Regions from separate parts of the Mus musculus genome. Here region 1 is linked to region 2. The links are chromatin contacts, called in public HiChIP or PLAC-seq maps. All regions are on one chromosome and are shown on one strand. The core of a region is the stretch at or near the end of the contact, and the rest is flanking DNA. Distances in the headings are between cores, read along the strand shown.

Region 1 (4,930 bases), core at 5-2,504, 760 kb after region 2:
GGTAGAAATCTTCCTGCATTTTGCATATTAAATGCAGCCCTTCCTCCTCTCGTTAATCCTAAATCCTTGACAACATCATAAAGATCTTGTAATACAAAATGAGAAAAAAATGAGCAGGAAAGGCCCTGAGAAAACATATTTTCCTAGTGTAATTAGAGTTGAGTTGGCATCTCCTCTAGGATTCACTGGTCCATCATCCTCCCACGCAAGCCACCCATGGACTTCTGGCACTGAGAGTAGAGAAAGCTTGTATGCCTCCTACCCTCAGGCTTCCTGAGACAATTCAAGAATAAGATCTGTTAAATAGGACCACATCCCAAAGTAAGAGTCAAGAAGCTTTCTCCAAAGCTGACTTGGCTGCTCTCCCCTACAAAACAGATCTCAGAGAGGAAAGGAACCCCATGGGGGAGGGGAGATGGTCCCCCAGGAATCTACATACAACATTCATAGTGGTCATTTAATCCCTTCCTCTGAAAGAAAGGTGAAATTTCAAGACCTGTAAGTCATATAAAGTACTCAGAAATTGCTGGTTGTTTGTGAGCCTAGAGGCTGCCTGGGGCTGAGAAAAAAAGAAAAACAAACCGGGGCATGCCCCATAGTTAAAACATTCCTGGGAACAGCTTGACCATAGAGATAAAGAGGAATGTGAAGACATAACAGGGCTATCTGAACTGAGTCAATAGCTCACAAAACTCTGACATCCTGCACGTACATGTAATTTTTCTGCTGATGTTTGAATAAGCCAATAGTGTGTCACTATGCTGAATTCCACACCCCTAAACCCCTTACCCCATAAAAACCCCTAGCTTTCGAGCCTCGGGGTGGAATCCACTGTCTCCTGCATGAGATATGTTTCCACCTGGAGCTCTGCCATTAAACTGCCTCCTGTGTTTACAGCAAGAAAGGATTCTCGTGTTTCTTTTTGTGCTCTCTCTCTCCCGAGACTAGAGTGGGGGTCCCCAAAAGGGGGTCTTACACCTCTCTTCTGGGTGAAAAAAAAGGAAGATACTAAAAAAAATCTCTTCCCCACCTCCAAGCCACTACCAAAGCCACCAAAGGAGTCATTTGTGAGGCAGGGGCCACCTACAGTTAAGAGTAAGCAGGTACTGCAAGAAACCACTGAACACAGCCATTCTCTGTGGAGAGAAAGATCAGTTTTCATAAAAAGAAAGTGACTGGCTGCCTTGGACAGTAGAGAACAGAAGCCAGCTGCAATCACTTGTGGTGTTACACCGGGACCTGTGGTGAGGAGCAGCTGCTCAGAGAGTGGAAGTGCTACAGCTGTGGTCAGAAGTGTTTCAAAGTTAGCTGGAAGCTGTGGTCAGGAGCATTCAGCTAAACCAGCAAAGGCTTCTGAAAAAGACTTTCTGTTTCTGTTTCCTTGGAAAAACCGCGCTCCATTGGGGTCGACTTAGAGTCATCCTCATCAACACTGCTGCTTTGGAGGCCACTTCTCTACGACCTAAGAGTAAGGGCCTGGCATGTGCTGTGGAATGTCAGCTCTGCTGTTGGTGGTGGGGTTTCTAAGAGGGTCCTGAAAATACTGATCCATGTCAACGCATTTCCCCCTTCCTTCCGCGAGCTCAGAGCACTTCCTGTTTAGTATTGAAAGCAAGATGCTTTCAAGAATGGCTGGGCATGAGGAATCCTTCCTCTTCTGGCTTCCAGTAATTGCCAGCAGTCCTTGATATTCTTTGGTTTGGGGATGCATGGTTTCTATCATAACCCTGACCAACTCTTCTTTTTGCAAATGCCTAGATCCAACTCACCCTCTTCTGGGACTCCTTCGGGCACCTATATTCACGTGTACAAACTTGCACAGAGACACACATGTATACGGATCATTAAAAATAAGGACAAACCTTTTAAAAGTATTTCCTATTTGTTGTCCGTAGTATAATCAAAGATCGGGCCAGCAATAATTATTATTTTGATTAAAAATGACTCACACGTACTTTAAAGTATTTCTCTTTTCCTTGTAACTTTTTCCTTTCAGTGAGGACAAGTTGATCCTTTAGCTCTTTGGTTACTTTGTCTCCAAGAACTTTTTAGTGCTCTAACCCATTAAAGTCTGCATTAAGCTAATTTGCATACCATTTATCAGTTGAATTCTTCACACTCTGATATTAATATTAATATGGCAATTTAGTACAATAGGTGTTAAGAGCTACTAATAAAATTATCACCAGGAAGCAGAGAGCAGCAGCCGAGCATATTAAATACCTGGAATTTAGATTGGGAGTCTCCGGCTCTGTCCTAAAAGATTAAATAAATTCTAGGTCAAAGGTAAGAAGTTTCTCCTCTGAGGCTAATGAAGATGAGTGCTAAGCATCTGTGTGTGTTGCCTGGGTGGCTGAAAATTAGATCGGTTCTTTTTAAATATAGATTTTGAGTCTGTTGACTGTAATATGCTGACAAAATAAGTGACCTCCCCGACTGTTAAATTTTGTTAGGATCAGAGTCACTGAAGGCACATGATCTCAAATTTCAAGTACTCTAGTGGCATGGTGTTTCAGCCTGACAAAGGGTTGCTTTTTCAATCTTCAGTAAATATGACATTTTAGGTAGGTTTTTTTTTTCCTTCCCTTTCTACAAAGGACTTCTGCAACGCTCAAATCTGCTTAGCTTTGAAAGTTGAAATTCTCTGTTGTTCCCAAGAGATCGTCCACAAGGTAACACCTCTTCCATATCCTTATCTGAATGCTACTCCTCCATGAGAAGCTGTCAGATTGTGATGATTCTAGCTCTTGGATGCCAAACTGCCCTGACGCTTGATTAATTGGATTCCAAATGGCTGGTTTCCTCTAAGGTCACCTTTGTTCTTTTGGAATATACTGTAAGCATCCGACTTCTAACCAAACAAATGGCCTGCAAGATCAGAGTTGTCCCCAGTCTGTTTATGCATGTGAGTCAGGTCGATGCATCCCTATTTGTCTTCTTGACAAGTTCTGGCTGCAACAGCCTTAGCTCCACATGTCCACTGTCAGATAGTGAAGGTAGATGTCACCAATCAAGGGGCTCCAGGGGACAGATGGTATGCAGAAAGTCATTCAGAGATTTATATAGAAGGATGTTTATCACAACATTATTTATAATAGCAAACAATGACAGATCTTAAATATCCAATAATAAATTATGGTCACAGCAGATGATAGCACAGTATGAGGTCACTGATATCTTTTTTTTAAAGCTTTAAGGAACACTTTTAATAAAAACTTAAAACCATACTGTGAAATTTCTCCATGTATATAAATGACTTTTATGTAGTCACTGTGGTGCATACCTGTAACCACGTCACTTGGGAGATAGAGGCAAGAGGGTTGGAGGTTCAAGATCAGCTTCAGTTATATAGTAAGACCTTTCCTCAAACAAACCAAAAATGATTTAAATGAAATAAAATCATGCCTAAAAGAATAATGACTGAGAAAATAAGTATTGTTAAAAGATAAGAGTAAGGGTTTTGTTTGTTTGTTTGTTTGTTTTGGTCTCTTTGCTTGTGTAATCTAGATTTTATCCAAATGGCATGCATTTTTTAACTAGATATGAAAATTCATTTTTGCCTTCTTTGTGAGAACAGATAGTTAATTCTGCTGTGTACATAGGCTGACAGCGTGGATGACAAAGGCCTCCCTGGTCTGGATTTACTCATGTGAGGCATGTTTGGCCATTTTTAGCTAAATTTGTGAGCCTCTCTTGTATCATTCATTGTTTCCATATAAATCCTAAATTCCTTCAAAGTCACAAGAGTTAAGTTTGTAATCATGCACATAACAAAGATGAGCTTGGTGGTTAATATAGAGGTTCTGAGGATATACTTAAACCAGCATTGTACATAGTTGGAAGCAGTGAGTGACTATTAAATGTTATATACACAAATAATGTCATAAAGAAATTTTAAGAGCCGGGCATGGTGGCACACAATTTTAATCCCAGCACTTGGGAGGCAGAGGCAGCCAGATTTCTGAGTTCGAGGCCAGCCTGGACTACAGAGTGAGTTCCAGGACAGCCAGGGCGATACAGAGAAACCCTTTCTCAAAAAAAAAAAAAAAGAAAAAAAAAAAAGAAAAAATAATAAATTTAAAAAATGTTATACTAAACAGTTGAATTTAAAAATCAAGCCTAGACTCAAGAAGGTAGACACCAACAACTCAAATAACCCAATTAAAACCCGGCTATAACAGATGTAAAATGTGTTTTAAATACTCTCACTATGTCATGTGGTATCATATAAGGGCTTTTGAATATATTTCTTAATGATTCATTTTTAATATTTTATGCTCTTTTATTATGCTTAGCTCCCTAAGCATATTCTGTATGTTTTGGAACAATTTAGTATTTGACATTAGATATAGGATCCTCAGCTATGAAATGACACTTTTAGGATATGAAAATATAAGTTGAACAAATTTTTTATGTATTATTTGATTCTCAAAATAATATTATTAATATGTTTGATGTATAAAATGCATTTAAATAATAAACATATTTAAAAAAAAAACAGGTATAAAGCTAAACAGAAATCTCAACAGGATTCTTAAAGAAATGCTCAGAGTCCTTAGTTACCAGGGAAATGTAAATCAAAACAACTGGGAGGTTCCATCTTACACCCATCAGCATGGCTAAGATCAAAAACTCAAAAGATAGCACATGTAGGTGAGGATGTGGAGTACGGAGAATACTCCTCCATTGCTGGTGGGAGTGCAAACTTGTACAGCCACTTTGGAAATCAATTTGGCAGTTTCATAGAAAACTGGGAATAGATAGATCTACCTCAAGACCCAGCTATACCACTCCTGGGAATATACCCAAAAGATGTTCCAACTTCCCACAAAAAATACTTACTCAACTATATTCATAACAGCTTTGTTCATAATAGCCAGAAACTTGAAACAACTTAGATGTCCTTCAACTGAAGAATAGATAAAGAAAA
Region 2 (4,884 bases), core at 100-2,599:
TATCGTCTGCTCACATAGCTTAGAGTTCGTTCGCTATGGTCAGAAGCTAGTGAAATACATATGAATGTGATGTGTTCTGAGTTACATCTTGTGAAGATAACTCTCACTATTGAGCGGTGAGTTTTATGGTGGCCCAAGTTGGGAGGCTGTGCATTGATCCTGGTGGGGAATGAACAGGAGCTGGGATAAGGTGGTGAGATAGAGTTTATGCTAAGTGATCAGAATTAGGTCGGATGTTGATGGTAGAGCCACATGTGACACAGAGGACAGAAAATGATTGCTGCTTATTGAGATGGCAATGCATGGGGTAAGAAGATCTCAGTCTGTTTGGGAAGAGGTTTACTTAAGTTCCGGAGACTCAAGAGGAAGTGACTCTGGTCAGAAAGTTTATAGAACAGGAGGCAGGGCATGCATGTAGGCATTCAGACCCTTGGGGCTAGACAGTGTCCTGGACACCTGTGTGAATGGAGAGTCCCTCCTTACCAGTTAATGGCCACACAGAAGAAGAAAGGCTGCAGTAGAAGATGGGAAGGGAGGTTCAAAGGAAAGCAGGGAGCTTGGTGATTTGAGAAATAAAAAGAGGGAGCAGTTGGGTTAAAGGAAGAAGGATGACTAGAACTGAGCAGGGGTGTGCAGACACAGAGGTCACTGGCAAAATCTAACTGGAGTGGACTCAAGAAGAACCTAAAGATGAGCCCGAGGCCAAATGCACTGCTTTAAGTGAGCAAGGCAGTAAGCTTGATGAAGCTAGTAGCTTCCGTCTTTGAAAGGTAGAACAGGCAACGCTAGGTAACGTGTTTAGAAAAGACTTGTGTTTTCTATGTCTCAACCTTCATCCCTGGTGGTTTGTTTGTTTGTTTGTTTGTTTGCTTCCTTGTGTGAAAGCTTTGTTATGGAGGTATTGAAACTCTGTAGGCCCAGGCTTCTCTGAATCTCCCAGCAGTCCTCTTGCCTCTGTATCCCAAGGGCTTGGATGATAATCACTCGCCCCATCGTTGATGTTCACAGTGATGATTTATGAAGGACATAAACCTTTAAAATAATTGTGTGTGTCGATGTGCAGTTAGTGTCATGTAACTGCATAGGAGTGAAGTCTTCACTGGTGGTTTTCATAGCTCATGTTTTCTAGCTAGAAACTGAGATATCTTTGGAGAAACTTTCCTTTACGAAATAGTCTGTTTGAAGCTCTAGAAGGAAGGCTGGAACCTCAGTGATGGAGTATATGAGACCCCACGTTCATATATCATCACCTACCCCCACCCCAAACAAAGCTAAGCAGACCCCAACGCTGTGTTGGACGCTTCTAAAAAACACATCCCGTCTGTTTTCCACTAGAGGGCACAGGAGGAATGTGACTGGAGTTCTGCCTTCACGGGGCTGCATTTATGCAAGACAGATCCAGCCCTCCCTGGTGCTGTTTCAGTTCTCTCTTTAATTCCCAGAGGCAAATCTCCAAGGGAAAAGACAGGAAGGACATAATGGGAAAGAAGAGTTTGGTTTTTATAGTCTCTCCCAAAAGGCAGTAAATGTTAAAAACAAAACAAAACAAAAAAAACAAGTCAATAGCATTGTGTTATATTAATAATGTGCAATTTGTTAAAACCAGCATTTATAGTAGCATGGAAATCAAGAATTTCCTATGAGCAAATGCAAAGCTCATATAGGATTTTATGTGAAGAGAATCTATCCAAGGAAGTAAATGAAGATGCTCCTACACGGAGGCCTGCATTGTGTACACAGTAGGGAGGCATGCAGTGTTGCTTTTTAGTTAGGTTACTTTTCTGTTATCATTGATTCTCTCAACACAAATTATAGATCACGGTTAAAGAGAAACAAGAGGTAAGCCATTTCTTGTAACATACACGTTTTAATTTGGAGGGGGGTAGAAGAAAAGAGGGACTATTTTCCATTGTCTCAAAGGTAACCAAGGCACACAGTCAAATGAATATTAACACCCTGTACCACTTGTGGAGGTTTGAGTTTCTCAAATGTACCAGACTTGCCCTTACTGTGGAACCCGTGAGCACATTCTCTTCCTGAAGCCTCGCTGGACTATTCTGAGGAAGCCTTCTGCTACCGAAGAAGTCTCTTGAGATCCCTCTCCCTGAAAAAGCCACTGTCGCTAGGCGTCCGCTCCTCGCGTGTGCCTCTTAGGAGCCCAGGCATCTGCATCCTGCACAAATACCTGACAGCGTTCATTTGTCTCTTGCAGGTGAGGGAGTTTAACGGTCAGCACTTCATTTTGGAGGAAGCCATCACGGGAGATTTTGCTCTGGTGAAAGCATGGAAAGCAGACCGGGCAGGCAATGTGATTTTCAGGTACTGTACTAGTTAAACAAAACAGGATAGAACACAGCAAAACCTACCACTGTAGGCAGTCCACTCTGCTCCTTGTGAGATGCTGCCTGACCGTTTTAAAATGGCTTACAGTCTTGTGTATGTGCACGTGTCCAGAAGAACCTCGAGTGCCTGCTGGTGGTCCTGCTGATGTGCTAAACTTACTGGCTTGCTACATAACTGGATCTAGGGCTGGGATGTAGCTGTATTGGTAGAGTGCTTGCCTAGCACACCCCAAGCCTTGGGTTTGATTGCCCACACTGGGTATGGTATTACATTCCCAGCGGTAGGGGGTGGTGGTGGAATTAGGCAGATCAGAAGTTCCAAGTCATCCTCACTGTATAATGGGTTTGAGGCCAGCCTGGACTACATGAGACCCCGTTTAAGAAGAAATGGGTTGATGTACTCTTGTACACAGCTACATACAACCATTTTCTCCCATCTGTGTTTTAGTTGCCAAGAGTATTTTCTTTGCAAACATGACAGCAGCCAGCACTTATCTTTTATTTTCATGTTATTTCTAAATAGGATCATAAAGTGTCAAGATTACGCTGATGTTTTGGGGAAGATCGTTAATAAATAATAGTTTAGGTGAATTTTTTTTTCTTGTACAGTTGATGTCACCTAGGAGAACCTTCTAAAGGTTCTGTCTGAAAAGCTAATGATCTTTACAAATGCTTGTTTTCCTTCTCTGGATAGCCACGGGCCTACATGATTTTCCTGTCGTTTGATTAACCTTTGCATACTGAATTCTAAGTAATTATGAGTATTTAATGTCTTAGACTTGTAGATTAGTTGTGTTTTGAACTATACAGGGCCACTTGGGCTCTGTATATAACAGGTGAGCTATATGGTCTCTCTCAGTTTTGTTATTTGCTGCTTTAAATGAAGGATTGCGGACTGGGTGTGGTGGCGCACGCCTTTAATCCCAGCACTTGGGAGGCAGAGGCAGGCGAATTTCTGAATTCAAGGCCAGCCTGGTCTAAGGAGTGAGTTCCAGGACAGCCAGGGTTGCACAGAGAAACCCTGTCTCAAAAAAACAAAAACAAAAAAAAAAAAAAAAGAAGGGTTGTGGTTTTTTAAATTTTAAAAATTTTAACATGCAGTTTGGCATCAAGCACAGTCAGACTGTCAGTGGCACTTTCATTGTTATTTATTTACTCCTTTATTTATTATTTCTGAAGGACTCAATGAGATATTGATGCTCTGATTCCTTGTATTCTAGGCGTGTGGTATACAATGACTACTGGAAATTCTAGGCAGGCATCTGACATCTTGCCTGCTTTCTTTGACCTTTATTGTGATGCTTGTAGAGTTCTGATGCTTTATAAAAAAATGAGTGAAGTTATACCCCAAGTGACAGTTAACTACTTAAGACATTTGTAGAATTTCACCCTGTGTTCTCATGCCCAGCTGTGTTTTCTGAAGACTTAACTTGGGTGGCTCTAAGCTGCCCATGTGTAGGTGCTGACGGCCACTGAGCTTCGGTGTGAAGGGAAAGCTCTCAGCACAGTGCTCAAGGGCTCGAGAGTCTTAGGATGCAAATCCCATTCAGAGTCACTGTGAGTGGGCTCATCCAGACCCCCACACTTGCTCTCCCAGGACTCGCTAGACGGCTCACTGAGCACCAGTGAGTGGTTCCTATAGTGTCAGCTAACAGAGGCTCCTCGCTTGGAGAAAAGACAAGGGCTTCTGTGAAGCCCCTTCTCCCTTTCTCTCTCCCTTACTGCTGGTTAGAGCCGAGGGCCCGGTGCACACCAAGGAAGTGCTTTACTACCAAGCTACATCCCCGTAGTGCACATCCCTGTGTGTGTGTGCAGTTTCTCAGTGCACTATGAGAACTGTTTCACTATGGGAGCAAAGTCCAATCTTGGTTAAAAGACTGGAGGAGTTATTTCAGACATTTATGAATACCCACTTCATTTTTCTGTGTAAAAGCTATTGACTGAGCATGAAAAATTTAGTTTTTCCTTCCACCTACTATAAAAATCATACAGACTGAATGAAATGGCCATGAGATCTTTTACATTTGAAGACAGGTGCAAGTCATGCACCCGTCGATGCCGATTCTTGGGAGAGGAAAAGTCTGCGTTTTCAGGTCTCTGATCCTTCTCCCTCTTCTGTCCTCCTTGTCTGGTACAGGAAAAGTGCAAGAAACTTCAATCTGCCAATGTGCAAAGCTGCAGGAACTACCGTGGTGGAGGTAAGAAACGAGGCTTCGCAATGGGGGAGGGGTTCTCTTGCATTAGTTTTCAGGAGGGCTAGGAAGGGCAAGTTTTTGTTTTATTTCACATATGGAGAGATTCTCTTTAATATATAATTTAGATCTATAATAGTCGACAGCTTTCTGATCATACTATGTGCTGACTAGAATGCTGCTCTGTCTTTGGAGATCTGTTTGGCTTATAAAAGTAATATGGTGTCTGAACAAAATAAGATGAAAAATCCTAAGATGAGTTAATAGGCAGTCATGTACCACTGAATGGCAAGAAATCATCTGAGAATACAATGAGAAATGATGTTATGCTGTACAAATATCATAGAATG

Evidence for each region. HiChIP or PLAC-seq counts read pairs in DNA pulled down with a chosen protein or histone mark.
Region 1: a RAD21 HiChIP or PLAC-seq map of pro-B cells shows a contact between it and region 2, with 9 times the contacts expected there. The contact joins two enhancer-like sites. A contact is called at or near these places in 1 of 15 datasets of contacts at CTCF or cohesin (pro-B cells) and 2 of 484 Hi-C or Micro-C datasets (the N1E-115 cell line and cortical neurons).

Annotation. Positions count from the first base shown.
Region 1 is chr15:4,815,682-4,820,611 of GRCm38.p6, forward strand. No RefSeq gene overlaps it. Among named protein-coding and RNA genes, the nearest start is that of Mroh2b, 81 kb to the right of the region's middle. Within about 2 kb of position 1,255, at least 89 of the 459 cell types and tissues checked have an H3K27ac peak or open chromatin away from gene starts, as enhancers often do. A contact at or near this core is called in pro-B cells, where this site is marked.
Region 2 is chr15:4,055,457-4,060,340 of GRCm38.p6, forward strand. Oxct1 (3-oxoacid CoA transferase 1) reads left to right here. Exons shown (of 17, transcript NM_024188.6): 6 at 2,213-2,319; 7 at 4,480-4,540. Among named protein-coding and RNA genes, the nearest start is that of BC037032, 30 kb to the left of the region's middle. Within about 2 kb of position 1,350, at least 12 of the 459 cell types and tissues checked have an H3K27ac peak or open chromatin away from gene starts, as enhancers often do. A contact at or near this core is called in pro-B cells, where this site is marked.